Linked DNA regions of Macaca mulatta: region 1 is linked to region 2. Evidence: chromatin contacts called from public Hi-C data. All regions are on one chromosome and are shown on one strand. Each heading gives the region's core, a stretch centred on a gene start, on an enhancer-like site or on the middle of the called end of the contact. The rest is flanking DNA. Distances are from core to core; before and after follow the strand shown.

Evidence for each region. A called contact is a pair of places that touch in the nucleus more often than the background predicts.
Region 1: a Hi-C map of liver shows a contact between it and region 2, with 3 times the contacts expected there. The contact joins the promoter of ATP6V0E2 here to the promoter of ZNF862 in region 2. A contact is called at or near these places in 3 of 14 Hi-C or Micro-C datasets (fetal cortex germinal zone, fetal cortical plate and liver).

What each region holds. Positions count from the first base shown.
Region 1 is chr3:189,675,823-189,681,597 of T2T-MMU8v2.0, reverse strand. ATP6V0E2 (ATPase H+ transporting V0 subunit e2) reads right to left here and starts at 1,695. Exons shown (of 4, transcript XM_077997708.1): 1 at 1,495-1,695; 2 at 24-71. The coding sequence starts at 1,688.
Region 2 is chr3:189,641,700-189,647,566 of T2T-MMU8v2.0, reverse strand. It overlaps ZNF862 (zinc finger protein 862), which reads right to left and starts at 2,737. Exons shown (of 8, transcript NM_001266842.1): 1 at 2,673-2,737. The coding sequence starts at 2,696.

The DNA.
Region 1 (5,775 bases), core at 446-2,945, 35 kb before region 2:
GAGCTGGGGAGAGTAGTACTTACAAGAGGTAACAGCAGACGGCGGTGGCGACCAGCATGGTGATGATCACTCTGCAGCAGAAGAGGACACGGGTCAGGACAGATGCAGCCAGCACCTCACAATGCCTGGCCAGGAGCAGAGCAAGAAGAGCTCCTGGTGTCAGCTCTTTTCCATTGGCCTTCCTGATGCCTCCTGAACACAGGAGGCTGAGTTCTACTCAGGGTAAGAATAGCAAGCCAGAAAATAAAAACTGAAAGTGTCACCTCACAGAGAGGCCAACCTTGACCACATCCAAGTTGCCTTAAGAATCCTTCCCTTCATCTCCCTTCTCTACCACCCAGTATTTCTCCATCTTAATGCAGATGTGTTGCGGAAAGGCAGTGCTCAGAGCTGCATTTGTGGAAACCCACCAGGGAGTGGTCTGTGGAATTCAAAATTCATGGAGCAAGGGGAAGGAAAACAATAGGCTAGAAGACAGGACAAGAAGCAGGCAGCCTGTGAGCCACTTCTGAGGCCCGGTGACTTGTTACAAAGAGAACAGGGACTAGCCACTTTGTGTGTACTCAAAGACCAGAGACAGAAGCTTCAAGTGCAGCAGGAGAAATTTCAGTCAAACTGAAGCGAGAACTCACCAAGATTAGCAGGAGATGCAAGACATGAAAATGGTTTACAAAGTGAAGCTGTGGGATCCCAAGCCTTGCTCGTCTTTAAGAACAAAGGCAGCACTCACAAGTCCAAAGGGCCTTTGGGCAAAGCTAACTCTAATCCAAACCAGGCCCTTGATCTTTGATGTAAAGCACTGCAAGCTGGTGCTGGAGACAGGAGCACTGGGTCCCTTTTTCAACATTACTAAGCAGGTTGTGCCAGTCCTGGCTGGGCGCTGGGTAGACAATGGTGAATTGGACAAACTCCAGCCTCTGGGAACATGCAGTCAAGGGAAGGGTGCTTTGCAACTGAGGATAATATGACGCAGAAACTGGTGAATGGCGCAGCAATCTGCTAGAGGACCTTCGAAAAATAACGCCAGCGAAACTTATCCCATACCTACAAAGTGCCATGCACTCGAGGGGTTTTAAATGCGTTACCGCAGGTCATCCTCACAGCAGCCTTTTAAGGCAGGAGTCGACATTATCTCCATTTTACCCATAAAGAAACTGAGACTTGATATTGGCTCCAGGTCACACAGCTAGCAAGGAGTGGAGAAACTGCGTCAGTGCCACCTGTGCCCTTTACTGGCTGCAGGAGGGATGACAGCCATCTCCAATGTCACTCTTCTCTTTACCTTCTGTATATGCCCTCTCGCCCCACCTCCTGCCTGTTCCCGGCTGTCAGAGACCCAGGTGCAGAGAGACCTCACAGGTGGCGTCCGGGTTCCTGGCGTCCCTCCTGCGGACGCTCGCTGCTGGGCAGGAAGCCGCCGCCCCGGGGCGGAGGGGAGAGCCCGGCCAAGGGGCCAGAGTGGAGAGGTCTGCAGTGCCTGTGCGCCTTCCTTACCCGCGGTTGGGTCCCTTCGGCACGAACCAGGGCCCGGCGATGCCGATGAGGCCCCAGAACGTGGTGAAGATGATGACCGGGAGGGCGAATGAGTGCGCCGTCATGGCCGGACGCAGGATGCCCAGGTGGGATGCAGGGCCGAGCAGCGGGCGCTGCAGATGCGCGGGTCCCCGGCCGGGCAGCGCGCTGAGCATGCGCAACAGGAGTCGAGCGCCCAAAGCGATCAGCCGGGCCGGTCCGCGCACGCGCACCTCCGGACCCAGCCCGCCGCGCTGTCACTCAAGACCTGCCTAGGAGCCCACTCGCTGATTGGCTGAGCGGGGCCGCGGACCGAGAGAAACGCCGAGGTTGACGGGGTGAGGCCGTCCGCGTCCGCCCCGAGCCCACACAGCCAACGTCATGCCGCATTCTTATTTCCAAAAGCCCCTGGAGCTTGGGATCCCACCCCAGTGGTCTTCGGGGCGTTCTCTGCCTGTACGCGCCCCGCCGGCTCGGCCCGAAGCGCCCTGCGGACCCGCAGCCTGGGCCGCCCCGGACCTGACGGCCATGCGGGGGTCTGACGCGGGAGCAATGGCCTCGCCCTCAGAGACGCAGCGGGAGGGCGGTGCCCGCCGACCTACTGGCCGGGTCCTCGGCACGCGTTCTCCTCACTCCCAGGACAAGCGGAGCGGCGGGCGGGGACCGGGGCCTGGGGTCGGAGGCGGTGGAGCCAGAAAGGCGCCAGCGGCGCAGAGACGTTTGGGGGCAGGCGGGGGCTTCGCGTCTCGGTGGCGGGAAGCGGAATGAGGTTGGACCGGCCGAGCCGGCGTTCAGAGACCCGGCGGGAGGCGGAGGCCTGGCATCCTCGCGGACATCCATCTGTAGCGAACCCGGCAGAGGCTTTGGGATTAGATCCCTGACTCCTTGCGTCAGTAGCTACAGTTTGTTTAAATATAAAATGGGATGGCCGTTCTTACAAGGTTCCTGGAGGATTAAATGAATAGGCATGTGGAAAACACCTAGCATAATAAGGCTCGGTAGTTTGTTCCATCAGGGCTGGAAGAGACTTAAGAGCCTGCTTTCCTCCTTGGGCGTTTGGATCTCACATATCCCTTCTGTGGCAATCAAAAATCCGCATCTTCTGTAGAGATCCCTTTTACAGACCAGTGGCCTCCAGGCGCTGTCTCTGGCAACAAGTGCTACCCTAAGCAGCCGGCCACACATATTCCCTGGCTTCATGACATGGGGAGGCGCAGTCCCCACGTGATGCGGAAGGGAAATGTGCCTGCCCTTGCACTGACCCCGTCAGCGATGTGTGCTCCTGGCGGTTTTCTGAAAGCAAGAACCAGTCACATCCGCCCTTCTCTGTTCCATAGTTGAAACCTCACTATCCATCCTTTAAATTCATGCATGTTGGGGGTGGGCGTGGGGTGACACCAAACTGTTAGGTATAAAATACCATCTTAGCCTTCGAGGGGTTTCTAAAGTAGTTGAGGAGTGATATATTCTGGTAAAATCATAATGCTGGCCAGCACAGTTCTAAGAGCCCTGTGATCAAGGTAGCCAAATGCCCATTATGAGAATTCAGAGGGTGGAGAAATCCAGGAAGACTCCCTAGAGGAGGTGAGAGTTTAGCTAGCTTGTAAACAATGGTTATCTTTCTCATCCAGAGTGTGTGCATTGTTGAGAACACTGGCCTAGGATAAGGGTGCACTTGGCATCCAGGAGATAGAGTTAAGAGGCTGTCGATTGAGGCCTTCAAAAAATCACCATGAGGGCTGGGTGCAGTGGCTCACGCCTGTAATCCCAGAACTTTGGGAGGCCCAGGCGGGCGGATCACGAGGTCAGGAGATCAAGACCATCCTGGCTGACATAGTGAAACCCTGTCTGCACTAAAAATACAAAAAATTTAGCCGGGCGAGGTGGCGGGCGCCTGTAGTCCCAGCTACTCTGGAAGCTGAGGCAGGAGAATGGTGTAAACCCGGGAGGCTGAGCTTGCAGTGAGCTGAGATCGCAGCACTATACTCCAGCCTGGGAGACAGAGCGAGACTCCATCTCAAAAAAAAAAAAAAAAAAAAAAGCACCAGGAAAGTTCCGTAGCTCAAAAAAGATGGACTTTTTTGAATTTTGTTCTGGAAAAAAAAAAAAAAAAATCTCTGTATAAAATGACAGCTGTAGAGTGCAATGTATTTCCTTTCTTGCCTCTGCTCCTTTGTCTTGGCTTTGGCCGGAAGCAAAAGCAGTGCTGAGCCTGAGCAGCCACTCATGTTAGCAGCCTGTAGCTCTCTTTCCTTTCATGTTTTTGATGTTTCATTTCTGTCCTAATTTGCATGTGATTGCATGTGTCATTTGTTTGGCAGCTTTGTGATAGTCTGAGGTCCATGAAGGGATTAAAACCAGGAACTGGCTCCTTTTCCAACCACTAAAGCCTCATCTGGGCCCACAAGCTCTTGCTGTTCCCTGGAGCCTGACTAGAAGATGTGAGCAGCTTTGTGCCGGAGCCCCATTTCCATGGGTAAACTATTCACCCGATCAAACAGCTCCCCGGAGTTCCACAGTACCACGTATTTATTTTCTAGAACTTTGTTTTTAGCTGAAAGGGATCTTAGAGGCTCTCTGAGGCAATCCTATCGCTTTACAGGTGATAAAACTGAGGCCCAGAGAAGTGAAGTAACTTGCCTAGGCCCACACAGCTCATCAGTAGAAGAGCCAAAACACATGGCCAAGGCTTCTCCTTCCTACTCCAGTGTCTCCTCCACACTCTCAGCTCACCCCTAGGGCTTCTGCTCAGGTCTTTGCAAGTAAGGCCTGTGACATTTAAGGATGTGACCACCTATCTCCCACCCATTGTTCTGGTGGCCATGAGGAGTAGAAGGAATTGTACCAGGATGTGACAAGAAGGAATTAGGAGCTGGGAGTCTTGCTGGGTGAGGACCTTGGCCCCTTACTTGCTTGCCATCTAATAGGGGCGCTCCTGGCCTGTGGGGTCAGGGAGAACTAGACCTAGAGCATGGTTGTCTCTGTGACTGGTTGAGCCTGTTTTTCCTTCAAGGGCCCCTGGCAGTGGGAAAACATATTATGACAATTGCACTGTTTTATCAGCCCTTGGCACTCCTGTTATTGCCCTGAAATAAACATTCCTACCTGTATGCCAGGCCCTGCCTGTTTCTGGAGCTTTCTTAGGTTTACAACCTACCCAACCTGTCCCAAATTGATGGGGTGAGCCCAGGGCATTAAACGGGTGGTACAAGTCAGGCTTCAGGACTGACATGGGTCTATGTGTGCTCGGTGTGGGTTAGGGGCGCTCGGCTGTCTTTCTCCCTACGGTGCATGCTGCTGCCAAACCAGAGATCACTTGTAGACTTGAAAGGGAATGTGAGCTTTGGGTGAAGAATTCCCAGCCCCCAACAGAGGCCAGAAAGCTACCACTCAGCCAGGTAAGTCTTGATGGAACATTTCTGGCACAAAGGTAACCATATTCATTGAGCCTTTAGTGCCTCCTGGGTCCTAGCACTTCTGTGGTTTGGATTCAGGTTTTGTACTTCTGTTTCCCGCCGTTACGACAGGAGCTTGGGTAACCTGTGAGAAACACGGTCACAGTGTAAACCTCTGGAGACAAGCTACACTGAGGGGACAATCTGGGTGAGGGTAACCCGGTGCCGTGGCTGTGTGAGCTCACGTGTGCTCTTTCAGGAGGACATGTCTCACAGCCACAGATCTTCAGCTCTGACATGCTCAATCTCACAAGCCCTTTTCTGAAACCTCCATCATGTGCTTTCTGATTCTCTACAGGAAGAAGGAAAATAAAGTATGCATTTTATGACACAACCCAGCTTGCAGGGATGAAGTAGAAGGTCCTCACTGTACCTCATGGCAGGCTGCTGACAGCAGATATTTAACCTGGCTCACTGAACTGGGCAGTCAGGGAAGGGTCGGCTCCTGCTCTGTCCAGCTCTCTTCATAAGGGACTCTGTGATACTTTTTATAAAAATGACTTTGATTTCTGCATAAGAAGGCTTGCCAAGCTTGCTGTCCAGCAGTGGCTGCTGCAGGGAATTATTCAGATGGCAGCAAGAGAACCCTGGCTCCCTGGACCAGGACATTCCCTTCACGTGTGTTAGAATGAGAGCAGGAAGAACGCTGGTCGGAAGTCCCTACCCAGGGCTCTGGGACTTCAGTATTCTCAGACCAACTGGGCCACTCCTCTGAGTTGGGATGCTGACCCACACTTGGCCCTGGCTGCGGCATCCCCAGGACGCTGCCCTTAGCCGTCATCTCGTTGGGGCTGGGGGCTGAGCAGGT
Region 2 (5,867 bases), core at 1,488-3,987:
AGGCAAGATGTCCTACACTCAATGTGGGATATCAATCCAATGGCCTCAGATGGCTTTTAGTTAATAAAGACCACAAAACAGCACCCAAGAGTCTAGTAATAGACCAAATCACTATCTCACAAGGTAGTCTCCCAGTTCCGAGCCATAAAATGCTGTTCAGAGTGGAGCTGTAGAACAGCACCGCTATTCCTTGTCATTCATTTGCAATACATCTTACACTGCCAGTTGGTTTTGTAATTACTTTATTTCATTCTTGTATGAAGTTCTCATTTCCCATATTAGAAAACAACTGTATTTGGGAAGGGCGAGCATCTTTCTGAGACACCTTAAAATAAAGATTAGAATCAAGGGTGAAATTTCCAGTTTCTGAGGTTTCACTTAGTGGTTGGACCAGAAAAGGAATCAGGTTTCTCCTCTACCTCCCAAAATGTTTGTACAGTCATGCATTGCTTAACAACGGGGATAAGTTCTGGGAAATGTGTCCTTAGGCAATTCTGTCATTGTGGAACATCACAGAGTGTACTTACACAAACCTACATGGTACAGCCTACTACACAACTAGGCTATATGGTATACCCTTTTGCCCTTAGGCTACAATCCTGCACAGTATGTTACTGTACTGAAAACTGTAGGCAACTGTAACACCTGGTACGTATTTGCGTATCTAAACATAGAAAAGGTACAGTAAAAATACGGTAGAAAAGACAAAAAAAAAAAAAGGGTACATCTGTATTGGGCACTTACCATGAATGGAGCTTGCAGAACTGGAAGTTGCTCTGGGTGGGTGGGTGGGTGGGTGAGTGAGTGAATGTGAAGGCCTAGGATATGACTGAACACTTCTGTAGACTTTATAAACACTGCACACTAAGGCTACACCAAATTTATTAAAAATTTTTTTCTTCAATAAATGAACCCTAGCTTATTGTAATTGTTTTATAAACTTAATTTTTTAAACTTTCGACTCTTGTAATAACGCTTAGCTAAACACACATTGTACATCTGTACAATATTTTTCTTTAAATATTTTTGTATTTTTATTTATTTTCTAGCAAACCATTCCGTCAACAAAAGGTATTTTTCTTTATATTCTATGAGGTTTTCTATTTTAAATTTTTTTTTTTTTTTTTACTTTTTAAGTTTTGTTAAAAACTAAGACACAAACACACACATTAGCCTAAGCCTACACAGGGTCGGGATCATGATGTCACCAGGTGATAGGAATTTCTCAGCCCCACTGTAGTCACAGGGAATGTACATGACAGCCGTGTTGATGGAAACCTTGTTCTACAGCGCATGACCGTATTTCTCTCTTCTCCCATTAAAGGCTAAGAAAGTCTACGACTAAACAGAATAGCTTGGAAATCAACCTCAAATCACTGATTCCAATATCAATCCCAATATTTTATAATCCTTCTTCCCCCTACATTTTGCTCCTCTTTATTCAAATTCAGGTTCAATCTAAATCAATCCGGGGATATTTCTAAAGGGTAAGGCCCATAAGCTCCAGCTTTTCTTGGGCCTTGTTGAGCTTTGTCTTGGACCCTGTACTCTGTAGGTGCCGTGTCTGGAAAATGCATCACTGTAGCTTGTGGAGGGAAGGGAGGATGGAAGAGATGCTCATGCGAGAAATCACCTCTTTTGAAATTCAGAGTCCTTCCTAGTCTTCCCAGGAAAAACTACAGCATCAAAAGAACATTATCCTTTTCTCTCTTTTGGTGTGGGACAACCCTTCCAGGCGTGTCCAAGTTATTGAAGTGAAAACTGCAGGGGAGCTCCTTGAGAAAGGTGATCATTTCCTATTTATCCTCATACTTCCAGCATCTCGTTCAATTCAAATCACAGATTACAAATGTTTATTAAATGGACAATTTTTTAAGGGACTCAATAAACAGTGGAAAACGTTTGTTGAGAGAATTCTCCTCTGTGCCAAATAAGAAACAATCCTCGAGAACTGGCAGCAAACAACATCCAGAAAGATGTTAGTCCCAAGAGGCTGCCACTGTCTCCAAGCTAATGTGCCCACAACCACACTGGTCTTTGCTGACACGGCCTGGAAGCGCTGGTAATCCCGTCAAATCCCTGAACTCCACCCCCAAGCACTTTCTTTCCACCTTTTCTTCCAACTCAAAGCCTCTTGCCCAAAGCCCATTTATGACACAGGTTTCTAAGCAATGCCCAGATATTCCATGAAGTACATAACCTAGAAACAGAAGTGGCAAAAAGCATGCCAGATGCCCTCTCCTTTCAGCCCTTTCTTGGGAAGCAGGATCTAGGCAGGGCCAAGCCCTCAAGCGTCCCACCCTGCGGCTCCCACTGGCGTCCGATCCAGACTCCAAGCCTTAGCCCGGCCTCTTCAAAATGCCGAAGGTGGTGGGCGAAACAGGAAGCACCTTCGCATCGCTACACTCGGGGGTCACCCAACCCAGCATAGACCCAGCGGCCACTCGCCAGCTCCGGGAGGATGCGCGAACACCGAACGGGCGCGTCCGCTCCTCTCCGCCACCCTCCCGGGGTCGGCCGCCGAAGTGCGGGAACAGAGGGCGGGTCGGCGAGTCCTTCCCTGCAAGCCTGGCTCATCTGCGGGGCCTCCGCCCGAGCCGCCCCGCCTCGCCCGAGCCCGGCTCAGGGATCCTCGGGAGGGAGCGGGCGGCCCCCGGGCCTTCCAGTCCTACCTTCCCCGACTCTCTGGGCTCCATGGCCCCGCTTTCGGAGGCCCGTGCCGCCCCCTCCCCCCGCGGCCTGGCCTGAGGATGCAGCCGCCGCGACCGCCCCGGGGACCCAGGCTCCCGGAGAGGGAGGGCACCCAGGCAGGGAGGGAGCGCGGCCCGAGAACTTCGCTCTCTCACGTCGGGGGGCGGTAGCGCCCGTGGACCCAGGATAGGCGCTGAGCTGGGACTCGCGTCGTACCGAGCGAACAGCTTTACGGCCACTGCCCAGCCCCGGACGGCGGGGCATGACGGGAAGTGTAGTCGGCTCTAGGTGAGCAGCTCTCGAAGCTGCTATTGGCTCCCGGAATGCACGCCCTGATTGGACGCCGGCGGCGCGCTTTCGGCCCTCCCCGCCTCCCTCCGGCGATAGTTACTAGGCAACGGCCGCGTGGCGTCCTTTAGTCCTTGCAGCAAGGGCAAAGAGCTGTGATTGGGCTACGCGAAGGCCAATGTCAACCTTGAAGGTTCTAGGTTTTCTTTTATTAAGGAGGGCAATACTTTTTGTTTTATTCACTCAAAAAGTATCATTGGTTGCCTACCACGGGTCAGGCCGTGTTCTAGGGTTTGGGAGAACACAGTTGAATGAGACAAAGGCCTTGCCTTCAAGGGACTCACGACCTGTTAGGGAATCAGACCGGAAACAGATAATTACAAAACAGAGACAAGTGCCATGAAAGAGGTAAGCACAAAACATGAATTAAAGCCCGCCTTGTCACCTTAGAGTGAAGCGGTGGGGGATATGAGGTGCTTAGTCAAGGATTTCCTGAGGAAGTGATGCCTGAGCAGAATTAAAGCAAGAGGTGGGGGTCTGCCAGATAAGGGAGGTGCAATGGACTGACTGGTGTTCCTCTCCCAGGAGATAGGGCGTTTGGGAAGTTTATATGAAGTCGTGAGGGTAAGGCCCTTATGGTGGGATTAGTGTCCTTGTAAGAAGTTTTGTCTGAGTGTGGTGGCTTACACCTCTAATCCCAACTCTTTGGGAGGCTGAGACAGGAGGATCACTTGAGCCCAGTAGTTTGAGACCAGCCTGTGCAACATAGTGAGAGATCCCATCTCTATAAAAATCAAATAAAATAATCTTGTGAGGTGGAAGTATCACTTGAGCCTGGGTGGCCGAGGCTGCAGTGAGCCAGGATGATGCTTCTGCACTCCAGCCTGGGTGACAGAGCAAGGCCATGTCTCGAAAAAAAAAAAAAAAAAAAAAAAGACTTTTAGGGGGCCAGGGCAGGGATGTGCCTTCATGAAGGTGTTAGTGACCACATGCATGCTGGGGGAACTAGCTAGGCCCTTTGCCCTTGTGCCCCTCTGCCTTTTGCCATGTGAGGACACAGCAACAAGGTGCCCTCCTGGAAGCAGAGACCAGGCTCTCACCAGACACAGACACTACTGGTGCTTTGATCTTGGATTTCCCAGCCTCCAGAACCATGAGAAATAAGTATCCATAATTTATAAATTACCTAGTTCCAGGGATTTTGTTATAGCAGCACACACAGATTAAGACAATGGCCAACTAAGTTTTTTGTATTTTTAGTAGAGACAGAGTTTCGCCATGTTACACAGGCTTCAAGTAAGCATTTTCCATTATCCAACTCTGCTCTTCTGGCCAAGGTACAATAGACCTAAACTCTGTTCGAGGAGTGTAGAGGAGTCTGCATTACTGAAAAAGAAGAATGAGACACAAGAAATGTGGAGGAGAAGGCAGACAGTGAGGACTCTATGGATTCCAAGTGGCCTGCCACTCCCCACCTCGGCTATATCACTACCTTGAAGAGCTATATTTTTACCCATGAGTTATCCATGTCTTTATAACAGATTCTCTTTTGGGGGTTAAAAAACTGGAGGACAGCTAGGGTAAATCATTCTTTTGACACGTTTTTCCATAAAAGGTTTTCCATCTTCCCAAGAAAAATGGAGCAGTATCTAGGGGGAAATGGGGAATCAAAGCAGTGAGACTAAGATATGAGACACAAAATCTTGTTTCTGTGTTGATAGGAAGGAAACTGATGATTCAAAGGGGGATAGTGCAAGGACCAAGTCCTTGAGAAAGCAGGAGGGTCTAGAAACAGAGTATCAAGGACCCTTCCTAGGGATAGGAACACTTCTTTTTTTTCCTTTTTTTTTTTTTTTTTTTTTTTTTTGAGACGGAGTCTCGCTCTGTTGCCCAGGTTGGAGTGCAGTGGCACAATCTTGGCTCACTGCAACCTCCACCTCCCAGGTTCAAACAATTCCCCTGCGTCAGCCTCCTGAGTAGCTGGAACTACAGGCGTGCACCACCACACCCTGCTAATTTCTGTATTTTCAGTAGAGACAGGATTTCACCATGTTGGCCAGGCTGGTCTTGAACTCCTGACCTCAAGTGATTCACCTGCACTGGCCTCCCAAAGTGCTGGAATTACAGGCATGAACCACTGTGTCTGGCCCGTGTAGGAACACTTGATTATGCCAGGAGGGAAGAAGAAGATGGAGTAGATGTACATTTGTTTGTAGATTTACTGACGGAATTTCCATCCGATGATGTCTTTTTGAGACAAGATCACCTCATGAAAATGAAGTGGGGGAATAGAAGGTATACCAAGTCATCTTGGAGAATGGGAAATAGAGCTTACCTCAAACCTTGAATTAGAGGCCAATTTGAAGGTTATGATCACAAATTTAAGGTTAAAAAAAGCCTAGCTGTGAAATTCTGTTTAGAAGCAGAAAGCTGGGCAGATATTTGGCTTCATCCTGGCTTGGAGTATTGCCAGGTATTTTGTTTGTTTGTTTGTTTGTTTTGAGACGGAGTCTCGCTCTGTTGCCCAGGCTGGAGTGCAGTGGCGCGATCTGGGCTCACTGCAAGCTCCGCCTCCCGGGTTCATGCCATTCTCCTGCCTCAGCCTCCTGACTAGCTGGGACTACACGTGCCCACCACCACGCCCGGCTAATTTTTTGTATTTTTAGTAGAGACGGGGTTTCACCGTGTTAGCCAAGTTGGTCTCAATCTCCTGACCTCATGATCCACCCACCTCAGCCTCCCAAAGTGTTGGGATAACAGGCGTGAGCCACCGCGCCCGGCCATGCCAGGTGGGTATGAAGGAGGCACAGAAAAGCAAGGGAGTGAACAGTACTTGCACTGGAGTAATTATAATGGTAGGAAAGTGATTCCCAATTCCAGCTGCACAT